Regions from separate parts of the Zea mays genome. Here region 2 is linked to region 1. Evidence: chromatin contacts called from public Hi-C data. All regions are on one chromosome and are shown on one strand. Each heading gives the region's core, a stretch centred on a gene start, on an enhancer-like site or on the middle of the called end of the contact. The rest is flanking DNA. Distances are from core to core; before and after follow the strand shown. Region 1 holds the start of LOC100382039. Region 2 holds the start of LOC103641816 (BTB/POZ domain-containing protein At2g24240).

Region 1 (3,157 bases), core at 235-2,734:
GCAGAACACCAGAACCTTATCATATATAATCCCGAGACAGGAGTATACGATTTAGAAATCTCACTTAGGGGTCGTTCGTTTCTTCGGGAATGGAGACATGGAACAATTCTTAGCCGGTTTGTTTCTCTAATTTATATAAGTTTTGATCAGCTGGAATGATTTCTGGTCCATTCCTGAACAAACGAACAAGTCCTTAGAACATATAGAAACTCATGACTTCCAATTTCGCTTGATTATACCCACAACATCTTGTTTGAGTGCACTTATCATAACAACAAATATGCCTTACTTGATGTGTAGTAACCCGTACGTCCTCCTTGGTTTGCACCCGTACCCAACGGTTGACTCGTTCATCAGCTAGCTAGCCACTGCAGTCGTCGCTGGCTGTGGGCTGTAGCGCGTTGAGCAAGGTGGTGGACGCGACCCTCCGTATGGAGCAGTACTAGAGCACCTGCCGCGCGCTTGTTGAATGGGTTCTCTGGCTTGGCCAGGTCGCGGGCGCTGCTCACCGCCGACGTCGCGTCCTGCAGGTTGACGGATGACCGAGACCTACCAAAGAAGAAGCTAGACGGACCCCTCCTTTGTGTGTCTTCGTCAGAGTGAGTTGAGAACCGAACGTGGACAAGGCAGAGAAGGCCGGAAGGGAAACCCGGCACAACTGGTAGTGGTAGGTACCTCAGGAGCAAGTGTAGGGGGACGCAGTCGTCCATCGCCCGCTTACGCTCATCGCCACCGGGCTGGCACGGCTAGGCAGGATCCGCCTCACTGCAGGGACAAAAGAGGAGGGAGGGGCGTGAGCTGCGGTCAGTATTCGAACCGCCACAGCACGGAAAGTGGAGCGCCACCCACCGTCACGTGCGGCGTGGCGTCCACCAGCCGCCGTCGCAGATCTGGTGTCGTGCGTGAAGCGGAGGGGGGTGGCGCGGCGCTGGGGAGTGGCCGTGGGCATTGGAGGAGCATGATCCTTTCGTGGCGTGGGAATGGCAGATTGGGGTAAACGCCGCAGAGGAGGGGGACTTGGTGATTACCATCGCGGGCGGGGCAGATGAGGGCGGAGACGGGCGTAACCATGGTATCGCACGAGGCGTTTACTTTGCTTTCTTAATAGTAGTAGGAATAGTAGTAGAGATTTTCGCCATAGATTAAAAAAGAATATTAGTAACGGCCGGTTCCAACCGGCGTATTGCTGGAGACGAGATAACATCCCTGCCCAGCTCCAAAAGGGTACCCAGCTGCAAATATCCCCATCTCACCTGGTCAGAACCGTCATTACCCGTCACCGCCCGAACGAGCGCACGCCAGCAAGGGTTCCTCGGAGGACCGTCGGATGCAAGCCTCGTTGGCAAAACCTTGGACGCAATGACGAAACTACCCTCACCACTCCGTATCAAACTACGATACAGCCCCACAGCCCTAGCTCCACCGATAAAACCCACCTCGTCCCGTCTCCCTTCCCGTCTCATATCTACCTCGAAAGAGGGGTCGCAGACGGAACCCTTCCACCCTCCCGACACCACCTTCGATTCCTCTGCGATTTCCCCCCGCGCGCTCGCCGATTCCTTGATCGACTCCCGCGTGATTCGCTTTCTGGTCGGATTCTCTCTCCTCAAGCATGCAGTCGGATCAGCCTGTGATCAGCTTGCGCCCCGGCGGCGGCGGCGGCCCGCGCGCCGGCCGCCTCTTCTCCCCCGCCTTTGCCACCTCCGTTTCCGGAGACTTCCTCCGCCTGCACGTCGGTGGCGCCTCCGGCATCTCCAAGGTGAGGAAAGCTCGATCTGGATGGATGGCTTGCTGTACGTAGCGGGTTCGATTGGTTTGTGGCGGGCGGTAGGTGGAGATCCGGGGCAAACGATCGGATCTCCTTGTTAGGGGACTAGTTAATTGTAGACTTCTTGGTGGCGCGTCCAGATTTAGTAGTCTCCACGCCTCTTAATGAGTTTTTACTTATGAGGTGTTGATGCGTACCAAATGATTGATACTACCTGATATGCGATTAGGTAGATTCTGATGCATGACATGCTCCTACCCAGGGATTCAACTCCTAGGGCTCCACTTCCACATGTATGTGGTCCTTGGGATACTATATTGTGTGGCTAAGCAGTTAACACGAGTCTTTCTTTCATTGCTATGCTGTTTATTTCACACATGGACTTGTTCTCAGTAGGCTCAACTGTTTTGTACACTGCACTCTGCTTCGACTGGGTTTGTTTTCTTCAATTTATCACATACTATAGCTAGTGTGAAGTTACAATGGATCTGTAGACTCATTTGTGCTACCCTGACATTGCTAATATTTTGGTACAGATCGGTGATTCACATTTTGAGCCACGTGAGCGTGTTCGTTACACAAGAGATCAACTTCTCGAGCTGCGTGAGGTACTTAATATCTGATAATTCATACAAAACAAATTTCTGCAGATGTCTTCTTAGATGTGTCATTTTATGGTTTTAAAGAACAGTGTATATAATGCTATTTTATCCTAAACGGCCGTTTAGACCGTTTACACGCTGTTTAAACGCTGCTCAGTAGCTAACTGTGTTGGCTGTTTATGCCGTTTAATCCCGTATAATCCGTTTTTAGTCCGTTTAAACGCCCGTGTAGTCTGATTAAATGCTAAACAGAGGATGACCGACTGTTTACCGTTTAGCGTTTAGGATAACACTGATATAATGTAGCTTGTCATATCTGAAGTTTGCAGAGATTCTCTTTGAATATCTTGTATATCATATAATGTAGCTGTGGCAAAAAGAGCATACATTTTTTGAGAAAATGCCCCCCTCTTGCAAGTGAATGCTACTCTTAAGTGTTTGTGCAGTAACATGACAACTTCGGCCAATAGTTTTTACAGCAGTTTCTATATTGCTCTGAAGAATATGGTGTATGACCATTCTGTTAGTAGCACTTTCAGTTTCTTCTTTTTGTTAAGTAAACACTTTGGCGCTTGTACGTCTCTGTGAAATTTATATTTTGGAGTCAGTGCTGTATCCAAAGTCGGTCTACTTTTCTGAACTAAAGAAAACTCAGGATGGATGTAGAGGCATTCACAGTAGATGGATGCTGATGAAGTTGCATATGTAGGTGTCAAACAGAAATGCATGAAGCTTCATAGCTGATTGGGTTTCTCTCTTGTCAGTAGCAATTTTAGATGACTTCATT
Region 2 (3,098 bases), core at 519-3,018, 420 kb before region 1:
CTATTATGCACAATGGCAGTGATGTTAAGAATCCTCCCAAGAAGAGAGGGCGTCCAAAAGGCATGCACGACAGCAATAATATGCCAAATGCTGATAGCTCTGTGACTCCAGCCAGACTGAAGGGAAAAAGTGTTGAGAAGGATACTCAAGTGACACCTAAGACTGGCAATAACTCCAAGAAGGAAGGTGCAAGGCACTCTCGATCTACTACTGGAAAAGCTCAGAATGCTGTTGTCAAGGCAAGCAGCAAGGATGAACCTGATAGCACCGACAACTCAAAAGATGATGCTGGTAGTGAAGACAAGAATTCAAAAGATGAAGTGAAATCCAGCGAAGGTAACGATGGATCCAAGACCAATGGTCTTTCAACCAAAAGGAAGCTAGAGGAGAATGAAGGTGAGTCATCAGAGGAGAAGGGTTCTGCTAAAACTACTACCAGAAAGAAGCGCAGAAGAAAGAGCCGCAACTAGTTGCTCAGAAGCTATGCAGCTCATCATCTTAGGGGCGTTCCGCCCTTGCAGTCTAAAGTCTCAAGTTGCTGGCATGGGACATGCCATGTATGCTTTATATTGCCTGGACCGTTTTACCAGCTTAGCGCTTTGGCAATTTGGGCATCATGAGTCGGCTCGTAGTTGTAGCAGTCTTGGCGTGTTTGGATCACCGCCGCTGGCACCACGCCGCACCACACTTCGCGCGTCGCAGTTATGGCGGCCGAATCAGCCGCCGTACCTTAGGCGGGGTGTGGCGCTAGACGCCAGCGTCCAAACAGGCCTTTAAACTCTCAATAGGAGCTATAATGTTTGGTCTTACTTTTCTTTTTAGAATCTCGTTGCCAACGGTTGTGCCTCTGGCAAAAATGGATTTGATGCTTTTGCTCTGCTTAAAGCTTTTGTGCCAAATCGTAATGCATTTCGACTTATCTTCTGGCAAACAAAAGTATGCTCCTGTTATGAAGCGAATGTTTCAGAAGAAAAGTAGTCTGAGTTTGTACTTCCTCTGTTTCTTTGTACTTCTTCTGTTTTATATTATATGTTATTTATTTTTGTAAAGAAGTTAATGCATCTTAAGGTTGATCAAAATTATAAAGAGAATTATAAAGATTTATGGCACCAAATAGATATAACTGTAAAAATATAGCTAACAATAAATCTAATAGTATTTATTGAGTATCATAAATGTTATTATTTTATTATATAAATTTAATTAATATATAAGATAGTTTGACTCTCTAAAAAATAGAACAATTTATAATTTAGAAGGGAGGGAATAATATCTAACATAATTTCATTGTCCGTAACTTTTAGTGGGCTCTCCACGAAAAGTCGTTTTTTCGTGACTGTTTGGTAGAGGCGGATCTGACCAAAAAGCCATGGCAAAGAGGTCCTAATCTATCGTTTATTCTGGTGCTCTCGGACTCTGACTATCTGGACTTAGTAAGGCTTCCAGTTTTTACTGAATCTTATTCTTCCGTCCTAGTATCACATTTTAAGAAGTTATTTTTTAATAAGTTTATAAAATGTTATGAATATATCACTTTTGAAGTATGTCTATATTTATTATAGAAAGTGTTATGAAGATATATCTCATAGCATGTTTATTACAAAAAAATATATTTGGTATTGATTTAATGATATTTATTTTATATTATACATATTTATACATATATTTAGTTAGTTTTGTAAAGTTCGACTCTTTCGGTGATTTAGGACTAAACTAGTAGTAACTCGATATTTAACCCATTGTCATGCAAGGATCGAAGTATGTACGTGCGTGTCCGCTTGACAATGCTGAGCTCCGAGATGCGAGCCCCCAACCCAACAACCACAACAGACCGCCAGCGCCGTTTCCTGGAGTCCCCGACCGACAAGCACAAGGACTGCCGTGCCCCGCCTGCGACCGCGAACGAGCAGGATTGAGGAACCCTGAAGATGCGCCTGCGCCGATGATTGGAGAGGACAGGCTTGACTTGCAGCCGGACATCGGAGCACGGAGACCGACCGCGAGCGCAAGGGGTCGGGCACCCGGCGGCACGCACGATGCTCTGCGAGTGTACGACGACGTGAAGTGAAGTCAGTCCTGTCCTGTGTGTGCGAGTTTGCGCGCCTACCAGTCAGTAGCCATGTTCGGGCGGTTGCACGGTTGCAGCTAACACTAAAAGGCCGGCGCCCGGCGGTGTGATAGATGAGTGGGCGGCTCATATGACGACCTCCACACCTTCCTTGTTCAGAATCGTTGACTGCACGCAGCGTAGCACGGTCCCCCCAAAACGGGGGTTGGGACGGGCGACACTGCTAGAAACCCGACCCCGCCGTTGCGCTGGCGACTGGGGATTTTTTTTTGCCTTGTCCTTCTCCTTCTCCTTCCAATCAAGCGCCGTCTTCACGTCAAAGCGACACCGCCACATCGCCTGCTACCTGCCTCGCTCGCTAGCTCTCCTCTCCCTCGTCTACGCCTCCGCCCTGCCGTTACGCCATAAATCCAGCAGAGGCAGCCATCCAATCCAACCAACCTGTTGATACTCGCTCGTATCGTAGTATACACGCCGCGACCTCGTACAAACGCGTGCACTAGTAATTGGCGCAATCCACCGTCTCCCCAACCGCCCGATACAGCGCAGCGGAGGCAGCTCGACAATTCGACCCCCTCCGGCAATCGCCGCCCGGATCTATCTACACGACACTGGGCTCTGGATGCTGCTCAAAGCGGAGATGCTGTAAAGATCGGTTCCTTGGCGAGCGCGCCGACGATGGCGGCCGGCGGCCGCGTGCGGTTCAACGTGGGCGGGCAGGTGTTCGAGACGACCACCACGACGCTGGCCAACGCCGGTCGGGACTCCATGCTCGGCGCGCTGCTCGACTCGTCCTGGAACGTCTCCTCCTCGGGCGGCGGCGGCGGCGGGGTGGCCGAGTACTTCATCGACCGCAACCCGGCCTGCTTCGCGGTGCTGCTGGACCTGCTCCGCACGGGCAGCCTCCACGTGCCCCCGCACCTCCCGGAGAAGCTGCTCTACCGGGAGGCGCTCTACTACGGCCTCCTCGACCACGTGCGCGCCGCGCGGTGGGGCGCGTTCGACGGCGACCGCCTCCGCCTCGCCGCGT

What was found. Hi-C and Micro-C count contacts between places; a contact is called where the count stands out from the background.
Region 2: a contact with region 1 is called in a Hi-C map of leaf, with 8 times the contacts expected there. The contact joins the promoter of LOC103641816 here to the promoter of LOC100382039 in region 1. A contact is called at or near these places in 3 of 25 Hi-C or Micro-C datasets (ear, leaf and tassel).

What each region holds. Positions count from the first base shown.
Region 1 is chr10:130,644,997-130,648,153 of Zm-B73-REFERENCE-NAM-5.0, reverse strand. LOC100382039 reads left to right here and starts at 1,484. Exons shown (of 9, transcript NM_001361572.1): 1 at 1,484-1,759; 2 at 2,305-2,376. The coding sequence starts at 1,613.
Region 2 is chr10:131,065,109-131,068,206 of Zm-B73-REFERENCE-NAM-5.0, reverse strand. It overlaps LOC103641816 (BTB/POZ domain-containing protein At2g24240), which reads left to right and starts at 1,768. Exons shown (of 1, transcript XM_008665143.4): 1 at 1,768-3,098. The coding sequence starts at 2,747. LOC103641817 (enolase-phosphatase E1) reads left to right here. Exons shown (of 16, transcript XM_035963502.1): 16 at 20-1,049. The coding sequence ends at 470.